Linked DNA regions of Strix aluco: region 2 is linked to region 1. The links are chromatin contacts, called in public Hi-C maps. All regions are on one chromosome and are shown on one strand. Each heading gives the region's core, a stretch centred on a gene start, on an enhancer-like site or on the middle of the called end of the contact. The rest is flanking DNA. Distances are from core to core; before and after follow the strand shown.

Region 1 (5,850 bases), core at 305-2,804:
GGCTGCTACCTCACTAGGCCAATTTGTTAGCTCAGATCTTTGCAGAGGAGGGAGTCTCAGGTGTTTGGGGAGTTATTTTGAGATTACAGTTGATCTCAAGGCTACTGACTCAGTGGTTGTATTGTATCTGTGACCTCCTTTTTAGTCCGTACACTTTGGAGCCTGCAGTAGATGCCCTTTTATCATTGGGAAATAACAAATTACTCTGGCAAACTGTCAGGCTGTGCCTCTGGAAATTGTTTTCCTTTTTTTCAACTGCATACACAAAATGCCATTTTCTGACAGCGTGTAAAATACCTGGAAATCCTGGGATACTTCGCAGAAGAGTTCTTTGGGTTTTTATCCTGTCCTGAGCTCCCCGTCTTCACGTCAGGTCGCCGCAGAGGTAGGGACACAGGCTTGTTCCGTAGGTAAGGCTGCCACCTCGTGGGGTCCCTCTGCACAGCACCCTGCCCTGCGTGGGGACAAGGTGACAGCAGCCCTGGGGACCGCAGGGACTCTCAGCCTCCTCAAAGGCTGAGGAAAGACTCCAATTAGCTTCGTGGTCTTTTCGGATCCATTGGCCAGGGTGACAAATTGTCAGCGTCGTTCATATTGCTGGTGCTGCTAAAACAATTAGAGAAAGGTCTTTTCACAGAATTTATTCTTTCTAATCTGTAATGCTTTCCCTCCTCTGAGCAGTTAAGTGTGTTAGACTCTGGGAAATAATATGGAGCAGTATTTAAGAGCCAAAGCAAAAATCAATGGGACTTGTGCTCTTAAGTGGTTTGAGAAATCCCACTTGTCACTGGCCATATCTCGTAAACCCGCTGCTGCAGAGGGACACGTCTCTGTAGAGCACCTTCACGGGAGGGACTCCTGCCTGCGCTGGGTGTCCCCTCAGTATCGCACAGTGCGCATGTACGCCTGCTGTTGCTTGAAGAACAAAATGATAACAGCTGTTTAAATTACTGTTTCATAAATGTTGTTAAGCAGGTGGCTGGAGCCACCCAGCCATGCCCTAGCAGGTAACCTGTTTCAAGTACACCAATGTGAAAATTCATTATATCAATGCAGGAACTATGGAAGCTCCCACACCAAAAAGATCCCACTTGTTCCTCTTTCAATCACAGCAGAGACAAACAATTCATCACTGCCTTCATCCTGGAGTCCCCTATATCACTTTATCAATATTGCATGAAATATATCAGTATATGACTTCAGGCAGCATACTTTGTGCTAAACCCTAACTAATGCTGGCCAAAAGCAACCTTGTGGAGCAGGTTACTACTGAGAGAGAGAGACCGGGAGAGGCCTGCTCCCATTCTGCGCTGAGCTCAGTGTTCCTGCTCACAGTTATTTCTCCCTTCTTCACCACCCAGCTGGGACACTGAAATATGGCGAGCAGACAGGACAGGGCCGGAGGGCTGCTCTGCAGGTATCCCCACGCTATGCCTGCCCAGAGGAAGAGGCCACGGGTGCTGTTCACCCCACAGCGTGGCAGCCAGGACGCCCGTCCATCCAGCCCCCGCCTCTCCTCAGCAGGGCCTCACCGCCATCCTGCCCCACCACAGATGGAGCCTGGCCGCAGCCAGGGGAAGCTTTGTGTGACGCTTGTTTATGTCAACAGCTTTGGCTCCCACCGCTGCGGCTCCATCATCCGCTACAGCAGGGGCTGCCGATGGGCCGAGGCGGGCCGGGCTGGGCCCTTGCTTCCCCAGCCGAGCCCCATGGGGGAGACCGGGAGGCAGAGGGCAGCCTCGGTGCCAGGGGACGAGGCCAGCCCTGGGCTGCCCGCTGCCAGTGGCAGGGCACAGGTGGCAGGGAGCTATGGCGTGGCGAAGCCTGTCAACTGCCGTTGCGGTACGTGTTGCTGAGCGCGGGGACCTCTGTGCCCCTGGGCACCGAAGAGCACAGGGCTGAGCCACCGCCATGTTCCCCTCTTCTGGCGGGAAACCATTTCCCCGCAGTGTGTTGATACTGTGCCACTGGGCTCCTCCCTCTCAATCAGACTCTGCACACTCGGGGGTGAAGGTGGCACAATTTTTTTTTTAATGTGCCCAGTACAGTTGGACAGGGTATTTAGGCAGGAGGTGGAACATGGTGTTAAACTTACATGAGTGAAAAATTTAATATTTTTGCCCCAAACTCTTACACTTTTGAGCTACAGCGTCTCCGACCTGTAAGGTGAGGTGACTGCCTGCAGTGCAGCCTTCCCTGTCCTTTTCTGTGACAGCAATAAGGCCAAAAATAAGCTACATCCAACAGGGCTGCTTGTTACACACCAAACTTCTGGGTCCTTCCTTCCTCTCCTCAGGAGATTCCCGCCTAACCAGAGAGCTGCTGTGCTGCTGGCTCCCTTGTTGCTGTGACAGCTCAAAGATGTTTCTTAATTTTCTTTCTTTGTGGCTGGAACCAAAGAAAGTTGGGATGGGCATGGGTGTGGGTGCCTTTTTTTATAAAAGCAAACAAAAAAGATTAGGGAGTTTTCCACTGGTTGTGATCTGTTATGAAACATAGCTCTGCTGCACAGGACGAAATGGAGTGAAAATGGAGAACATGACCTGGCTTCTGGCGTGTGAGCTGGAAATGATGGGTGACACAGATAGGGTGGTCCTGAATTTTACTAACTTGTTGCTCTTGAGATGTTTTCATTGTCTTACATTTTTTTCTCCTCCTAAAAGCCATTTTTCCAAAGATGTCAAAGTGAAATGTTATATTAATCTGTAATTAAAAGCACCACTTCTGATGGGTTATTATCTAAGTGATGCCAACCTGTGGCTCGGAGGCAGACTCTGACTATCGGTAACTCAAAGCCTTGCTCCTGCAATGTGGCTGCCATGGGTATCTGGTGGTGGGGCTGTGGTGACCTGGAGGATGCTGGTTTGCCTGAAGCCCTGCTGCAGCAAGGGATGAGCCTGCAGCTGTGGCCATGTTCAGCATCCCCACATGGGTCACCCTTTTGCTCAGCTCATGCCATGCCCTGCCTGTCCAGCAGCTCCTTGGAAAGCTGCCATCCTCACCTTGCTGGGAAGTCACCCGAGTCCTTCCTCCTTGCAGATATCTGTCTTGAATCCACAGTATCAACCTGCCCCTCTTGTTTCTGTTTTTTAGTGCTAGCAGGGATGATTTGTCTGGTTTCTTGCCTCAATCTACTCACCTTCTCTTTGAGCTCTGGCAGAATTTTAGTAGCTGCTATAGCAAGGGGAAAAAGAGAGAATTAAAAGCTAGTTTGTGTGGCCCAGAAGCCTGTTGTCTTAATTTTTGGTTGCTGTACAGTTTTGAAATCTGTTTTGTGGAGTTTGAGAGACACCCACTTGGCCCATGGTTACAATGGAGAATTATATCGCAAGGCAATAGCACAGTGTAAAGGCTGATATCCTGTAACCTGCTGGGACCAGAAGTAAGTTTCCACGTGGAAGATCTACAGCTTTGGCAGGAATATATTGTAAACACTCAGGATATGCTTTCTAAACTCTCTTCCTAGGTGACCTTCGAGAGGCTAAGGCTGACATCTTTGACTTTCCCTTCCCTTCAAGAAATGTTGATAAAGTAATTAAACAAAAGAAGCAAAAGGTATAAAATGTGGGAGCTGAATTAGCTGCTTTTGCGTTTGAGAAAATTGCTTCCTGCTTGTTCTGTGTATGTCTATGTGAGAGCATGAGGGGAGATTAAAAGATTGAATTGGTAGTCTGTTACTGAAATCCTTACTTACAGAAAAGAAAAATGGTATTATTTTCCCTCTCTGGGGGCTTTAAAATTCTGGCTTTCATTCAATAAAGCACTTAAGTGTGTGCTTACCTTGAAAAATGAGAGCATGCTGTTGACTTAAAGCCTGTACTGAAATGCTTTGCTGGATTGGGGCCAGGGTGCTGCACACCTTGCTGGGTGAAACCCAGCAGGAAAAAGCTCTGCAGCTCCTCTTCCTCTTATGTTTTAAGCAAAGAAATCCCACAGGTTACAAATAAGTGAAAGCGAGAATCAGAGGTATTAACACCATACTAGTAGCAATACAAAATTACTTTCTGTTTCACAGACCTATTTCTGTTCCTGTTCAGTAGTTCAACAAATGCTTGAAATTTTAAAAGGCACATTTATTAAAACAGTAACTCATTATGAGATTTCGTAATGTGTGAAGTACAAGTAATCAGCTAGACTGTACTATAGTAGTGTCACAGATACTTGATTTAAAACTAGCAAAATACTACTGACTTCAGAGGAACAGCTAATATCATACTATAATATCGTTCTTCTAGTACATTAAATAGTCTTCAAAAAGAATGAGGAATATGTATTATGTTTTAGCCATAAACGTCCATGAGAAAGTGATTATCTTTAGATTTAAACTAGTTTCACGGATGGGGTCCAGCAAAAGTCATAACGTTAGCACATTAACAGCCATTGGTATTTGTTAGGCTGCCTCTCTGCCTGAATGCCTTTGTCAACAGTTCCAATTTAATATTTTAAATGCACAAGTTTGAAATGTGCCCACTATAAATGGAGCTTTATGCCTCTAAAATAAAGGTCATCAACATCTATAAAACAGATTAATATGTATTTGATATGAAATAGGCAAGGTTGTTGCTATTCTGGAATCTGAGTGTGGGGTCTGAATTATGCTGCTGTTGAGGAATTATATGGAAAGTTCTTGCTCCTAGAAAAATAAACAATCTTATTTATCCTCCCATTTTGGATTACTTTAAGAGAGTTTAATGGCTCTACACACGTTTTCATAAGATCTTCTTATCTAGAAGGGCACTTCATAAGCCCTGCATAAACAAGAGTTCTAGGCAAGAAAGGAAGAGGATATCGCATGTGGAAAATCATGAAGTAATTTATGATTTTTGACTTTTAAATAGAGGTCATTCTTCCAGTATATCCCACATATATATCCCTCCTCCAGACCTCCCCCTTCCTGATCCTCAGCAAAAAAACAACTGGACTCCATAGTCATGCTGGAGAATTCAAAGTTCTGCCCTATAGATGTTTTAATGCAAACTTTTTATATGCTTCACTGAGAAAGTTCAATCTTACCTTTCAGTCCAAAGCCTGGCTTAAGGTCCGCAAAGTAATTTCAAAGATGCTTGAAGAAAATGAAAAGTTCAGAAGTCGACTCTTGACTTGCAGTCAGTTTAATGGAGAAGGTAGGCAATGAACTGATAAGGTTTTATTTTACTAGAGAAAACAAATTATTAATGTAAGTGCTTTGACTTAAGATCCCTAGGTTTAAGGTCCATTCAGCTGTTTGTTTTGGGTAGTAGGTTTTATAACTCACAAATTATGGAATTCACTGCATACTTTAGACACTTCTAGCCATATCTGTAAAACCCTTGTGTTTCACTGAGGGTCTTATGTGTATTCATTTGGAGGAAAGAAGGCAGAAGCGTTTGCTGCTAACATTAAAGACATGAACATAAAATATCTGCAAGTTTTTCCGAACACATGAAATACGTAATTAAACTATTATTCACAGATTGGTCTAAGGCAGTACTTGTGTGAATAATTTATTTTTTCACATAGGAAAATACTGGTTGGTTTCATACAGACAATAAATAAATTAGACGCTCCTCAAAGGTAGCTGTAACACAATTTAACACAACCATCAAACATGTTCTCACACTGTGGCCTGAATGCAGCTATTCATTACTGGAAAATGACTCAGGAATTAAAACTTGTGCTCTGCAGTGAGCCAACTTCAATTAGAGACATTGTAGTTGCTGCACAATTTAAGATAATGCAGTGTATGCTTACAAATGTAATTGGAATTTTTGACCTCACAGCCTGATGAATTTTTAGGAAAAAGAATATACTAATCCATGAAGAGTTACCAGGCACGTTAAAAAATGGCATATTCACCCACAGTACTTCTGC
Region 2 (5,596 bases), core at 1,477-3,976, 150 kb before region 1:
CTCTCTGATATAATATTTTTCAATTGTCTGCTTCATTCTAGTGGTAGAGTAACATAGAATAAGAAGCAGCATTAAGTGACAAACATGTCTCAAGGACTCCAAGTAAGGACAGGAAATTCTGTACTTACAGTGACACCCCCTTCTCTACAGATTAAACTAATGTTACATACTATGATTTACAGGTTCTATCAAGTGCTCTGAAATACAGTTTCTTCTGTGTGTGATATTCTAATAGCTTTTCTTAGAAGCATAAATGCCATTATCCAGTTCCCTACTGCCCCTCTCCCTACAACTTTATAGTAAAAGTTCTTATCTGTGACTTTTAGTCAAACAAGCTAAGGCTCATACTTCAGACTGCAGTGAGTTAGCAGCAAGAGATACTAAACCTAAATCTCTAAGCAGCACAGTTTAAGCTGGCTTTTCTGTCATGCTGGAAATGCAGTATCTTAAATAGATATACAGAAGCTACCCTCTGCTGCTTGAAATCGGGCTAGCCCGGTGTGATTACTGCCTGCTAGTGGCTGGAGTCTACTTAAACAAGCGTTGGCATCTTCAGGATTTTTTCTTTAAGTGATGTAGGCTCTTCTCCCTTCTGAAGGTAAAGATCAACGTCATTCAGCTCAGTACATCAGGTACAGTTTTGCTAGCAGGCACAGTGTTGGCTATTTGCAGCAATAACTTGGCTAGATAGCAAATATGAGTACTTTACCATGCTGCTCAACTCAGGAAAATATAAATCTCATGGAAACCAGTAACGTAAACATTTTGATGAGACTTTTAAGACTGCATCAACTATTGTAATGAAACTCAGGAGAATACAACAGAAAGTGTTGTGAAAAAATTCTACAAGTTCTTATTTGACTTAGGTGGTAAGACAGTTATAATGGTAATGCTATTTGATAAATAAATTTTATAGAATGTTGCTTACTTACTGAATCACGCTCTGCCTTAGCCCGTTTCGTAACTGGTTTTTGTTCATTGTTGGGTTCCATTCCTGTTTGTCCAGGTGGGTTGATACAAAGTTGTCTACTTTCTGTCTCAAATTTTGATAGGCTGGCTAAAAAAAAATTTTAAAAATTCTAGTTAAACAGCTAAAAAGATCTCAAAACAATCCCCCGCCAGAGTCCTTCATAGTACATCTTCTGTCACGTACAGTACTGTGACATCCTTTCACTTTCTGAACAAAGGTAAGCTTGTTTTACCTAAGAACACAACTGGTAATTGTAAAGAACAGTCAGTCAGTGTTCTATTATAATAATTCAAATAGCTGGATACCTTGGTTTTAAAATTGTTGTCATTTCATAGTATTACTTAGTGAAATGCAAACTGCCTTGTGCAGACAGGAGTTGTTTAAGTAGCGTTCTTGTTGTCTGGAAACCCTTGATCACAGAATTCCTAGGAAACCAGCTGAGTAATATTGTGACTGACAAAGAACTTAATTATTTGCTTCTGTGACACTAACCCAGAAGGTAAGAATTATGCAGGTTTTATCAGTGGAAACTTATTCCTAGTTAACAGGAATTGAACTAAGAAACCCATATAAATACATAGGACCATCGAGATCCTGGTACTGTGCAAGGAAAGGAGAAGAGGGTGGCAACACTTACATTTTGGAATTTGATATGTATATGGGATGATGAATGAAAGGGTTGGTAACAGAGGTGCAGTCTCTGTCCTGGGAAGCGTATATATCTAATCCTGACAAATCTGCCCTGAGCTATGGCTGCTCTGTGCGGATGACCTGACAGCTTCGGGAATTGGTTTTGCGATACCTGCAGGGGGGGCCTAAAATGACGACTGCAGGTCCCAAACAGGACTCTTGCTGAAAGCATAAAAGTTTGGGAAAGCAAAACACCAGTGTTTAATTTTGACAGGGCAGTTGGGCACAACCCAACTTTACTGCTCAGGAGCTCATGTTGTGGCTGAGGAAGAAATTAGTTGCAAACAATAGTCTTAGAACGTTTACTCAAGAAAGAAAGGCCAAATGTTTGTTTTGGAAATGTGGGAATTATGCTCAAGAGGAGCAGCGTTCTTATGGGAGACAGTTTTCCCAATAAGGACTAGGCTAGAAAAGGAAAGTCTGAGCCTGTTCTGTGGCCCGTTTCTCCTCTGGGATGTCGCTATCGCTTCAAGCCAGGATCACCTCCAGAGCAGCTGCCGGTCGCAGCGGGGGCATGAAACCCCCCCGATCGAGAGAGCAGCTCTGCACCTGCTGCACGCCGTCGTGGCCGGCCTCCCCCCAGTGCCGAGTGCGGGACACCGCGGGGAGAAGGGAAGGGAGGGGATGCGGGTGCCCTTTCGGGCAGCGGTAGCCGGGTTCCAGGGACGGTGCCCGCAGCTCCGGCCTGGGGATGAGACACCGGCCGCCCCGCCGGCGATCCCCGGGGGCTGCCCGGGACCTGGCCCGCCCGGTTCAGCGGCGCTACCTTGGTGTCCACGTCGGCCAGGCAGTCCCGCCGGAAGCCGTCGAACAGGCCGCGGCTCTTGAGCTGCTCCACGATGATGGCGATGAGCTGCGCGTCGCCGGGCGGCAGCGAGGCCGGGTCGGTGGCGCCGGGCCCCGAGCCGGAGGCCGCGCCACCCGAGCCCCCTCCGCCGCCTGCTCCGCCGCCTCCCCCGCCCGGGGCGGCCCCGCCGGCGCCGCCACTATCGGACATGGCCCACGGCCTGCGCCCGGGGCCCGCCAGCGGCTGCGCCCCGCTCGCCCGCGGCCCCCTGCACCGCGACCGTCGCCGGCGGCGCGCCGTATTCTGCGTAACCGTGGCGCGCTGCATCACGGGAACGGGAGTCCTCCACAGGAGGAGTGGTTATAGCCGTCGGGCCGCCGGGCGGCTCGGTGAACTACAAATCCCAGGGTGCATCGCGACGGCATCGCAGCAAGGCATCGGAGGGGCGGGCTCCTTGCGTTTGCGATGCATCTTGGGAATTGTAGTTCGAGGGGGGAGGCGTGTCGGCCTTCCCCCGCCCAGCGGCCTGTCTGGGGCCGCGGCTGCCCCGGCGAGCAGTGTGGTTGTGGTGCTATTATAAGCTCACCAGGTCGGTCACAGGACGCTGAGCACGCAGTGCTCTGCTCCCTGGGTCTGCCCGGAGCAGAGTCGGTCAGGCCTCCGCTCCCCAGGTGCAGTGATTGGGGCAGAGGGCCCCGGGTTTACCTCAGCATCTCGCGGGCCCCTCTGGGTGTGCTGCTTGGCGGTCTGGGATCCCTGTCCTCTCGGACTGCCCTGAGGATATCTGCCAGGTTGTGACTTAAGAGTGTTTTTCAATGGTGTAGTGACGACAGCACTGATGTAAATTCAGAAAAAAAATCAATTTGCGTGGGATCATCCTGGATTTCCACTGGGACCTGTATTTCATTTGTTACACCGCTAGTAAAGGGTGGGCAGTGCCAAAGGCTTAACTCGATATTGGTCCCTGCTGTGTGAAGGATCAAGGGGGCCTCTGTTAACCTACAGGGTACACATTCTATGTGTTAGTGTTTTTTTCTTTCCTAGTCACATTGTGAAGAAGATTTGGACTCATTAGGATATTCCCACCTTAACTGCAGGAGGACAAGCTGTGCATAAATGTAATAATCCAGTCCTCCACAAAGATGCACTGCCTAAGTACATCCTCACCTTTCACTTTGAATTCTACTGAACGAGCAAAAAGATGGCCATGTTTTGTGTGCAACGCATTGTCTTCCTCTACCTGATTAAAATTCAGCAGCTTGGAAGCGGCGTAAGCTATCCCTTTCCATCTGGCAGCTTTGAGGAGAGAAGAGGGAAAAATGGTAGCGTGTATAGAGCCTGAGCTTTACACTGACAAAAGTGTCTCATGCAACTGTTGTGTTCTGTGGAGACACATGGGTGCTCTCCTGCTGGAATGGAAAAGCTGTCCCTCTGGCTGGACGCCTCGTCACTGTCACTAGTCCGTGTTGGCTGACTCGAAGTCTGGTGTAAACCTCCCACGACTCATCCAGGCACTCGGAAGTATCCGTGGAATCACATTCCTGCCTGACAGCTGCCAGCAGCCCTTTCTCCCCACCACTTGTGACCAGCTCACGCCAGCACAGAGTTTGCTGGCATCGTGCTAGTGCAGGCACTGCCCTTTCACGTGAAGATAACCCCGGGTAGGAATGCATTAATCTAACTGACATAACGCCCTGCCCCACTGCGATCCACTGGGGTGTGTTACTGTTCGTTCAAGCCCTGTGCTGGGGCAGTACATACAGCAGCATCGACAGCACATGCTGGAGACTTCTGCAACCAGCACGTAAACATTTTTTCTGAGACAAAAATCTTGCATGAGCCTGCATCTCCTCGTTCTGTACTTCTTAGGGGACACGGCCTTGACTCCTCCTGCGGGCAGGGGACCCCGGGGAGGTCTGACGGGACGATCCAAGCAAGTGGCTGCTGGCAGGGCCCGGTCCCGGCAGCCCGGTCCGGGTTTCCCGACGGTCAGGGAAGCGGAGCGGCGGCCCCGGCAGAGGGCAGGCGGTGGCCGGCGAGGCAGGGACTAATTCGTCCCTCTGAGTCATGTGGGAACAAGCAGCAGAAGCCAGAAGGATGGTCTCTCTCTGCCCGCCTAAATCGCAGCAGCAGAAAGAGAGCTAAAGAGAAGGTAGTTATTTTTCGCACGAGTTTCCCGCTGTCCTGGGAAGGGCTCCTTCCCTCTGTGGGGCTGGGAGCGAGCAACCTCAAAGGCAAAATCAGCCTCTCAACAGTACATTGCGTTTAGGAGAATCCCACCCAGGATTTACTGGGGACTGCCACAAGTGCAAATTCCTCCCAATTAACAAATTACTCAAAGAGACACAGAGCATCCATGATGCAGGAGACATAAAGCCTTACTGCAAACCTCTCGTACACAGGATGCCTCCCAGCTGCAGCACCCAGAGCAGCTTCTTGCTTCAGTTAAATTCTGTCACCATCCCCAGCCATGGCAGCTTCTCTGGAACTGCCTTGATGGTGCTGAGATGGGAGAGCAGTGCTGATGCTGACATTACTAGCAAAGCACTGCTCACAGTCCCTGTGTTAGGCCTCTTCCTTTATCTGTAGGTGGATGCGGTGATCTGTTTCTCAGGATAGCACAAAGGGACATGCAATTGGTGTTTCAGGGAGTGGGGGAAGGGGTAAAGCTGGTAGTTAGCAGGGATAACTAGGATTCCTGGGTTCTGCTTACAAGTTGGCTGACTGTGTGACCTAGGTCAAGCACTATTTCACAGTTTTGAGATCTGTAGCTGGGGCACGAGAAAAACATAGTATTTAATCTAATCTGTCTGGATATTTTTGCTCCAGCATCATAGCACACAGGCAAGCATATTAAATTGTGGTGGGATAGATAAAGGAGCCCATCCCCCAGGGAGGAGAACTGTGGACCTCTCCTTGCATCATAGTACAAAATCTATGAGATTTGTGAACTCTCCCTATATCCATGCCCTCAAGGAAAGCTTTAGGCAGTTTGCACAGTTCAGGTCAGTAGGAGAATCAGGGAGAACCCTTACCTGTTTGCTGCTGCTTTTGAAGATGCAATTCTCACAATGGGATAAATTGTGATAAATAGGCTGTGGGGGAAGCAAACTTGTAAACCTTAGAGAGAAAGTTTATTTCAGGAGAAA

The links. Hi-C and Micro-C count contacts between places; a contact is called where the count stands out from the background.
Region 2: a Hi-C map of heart shows a contact between it and region 1, with 18 times the contacts expected there. The contact joins the promoter of BOD1 here to the promoter of C13H5orf47 in region 1. A contact is called at or near these places in 2 of 2 Hi-C or Micro-C datasets (brain and heart).

What each region holds. Positions count from the first base shown.
Region 1 is chr13:11,120,934-11,126,783 of bStrAlu1.hap1, reverse strand. It overlaps C13H5orf47 (chromosome 13 C5orf47 homolog), which reads left to right and starts at 1,554. Exons shown (of 5, transcript XM_074838359.1): 1 at 1,554-1,842; 2 at 3,467-3,555; 3 at 5,021-5,123. The coding sequence starts at 1,554.
Region 2 is chr13:11,275,968-11,281,563 of bStrAlu1.hap1, reverse strand. BOD1 (biorientation of chromosomes in cell division 1) reads right to left here and starts at 2,726. Exons shown (of 4, transcript XM_074838188.1): 1 at 2,427-2,726; 2 at 933-1,057. The coding sequence starts at 2,657.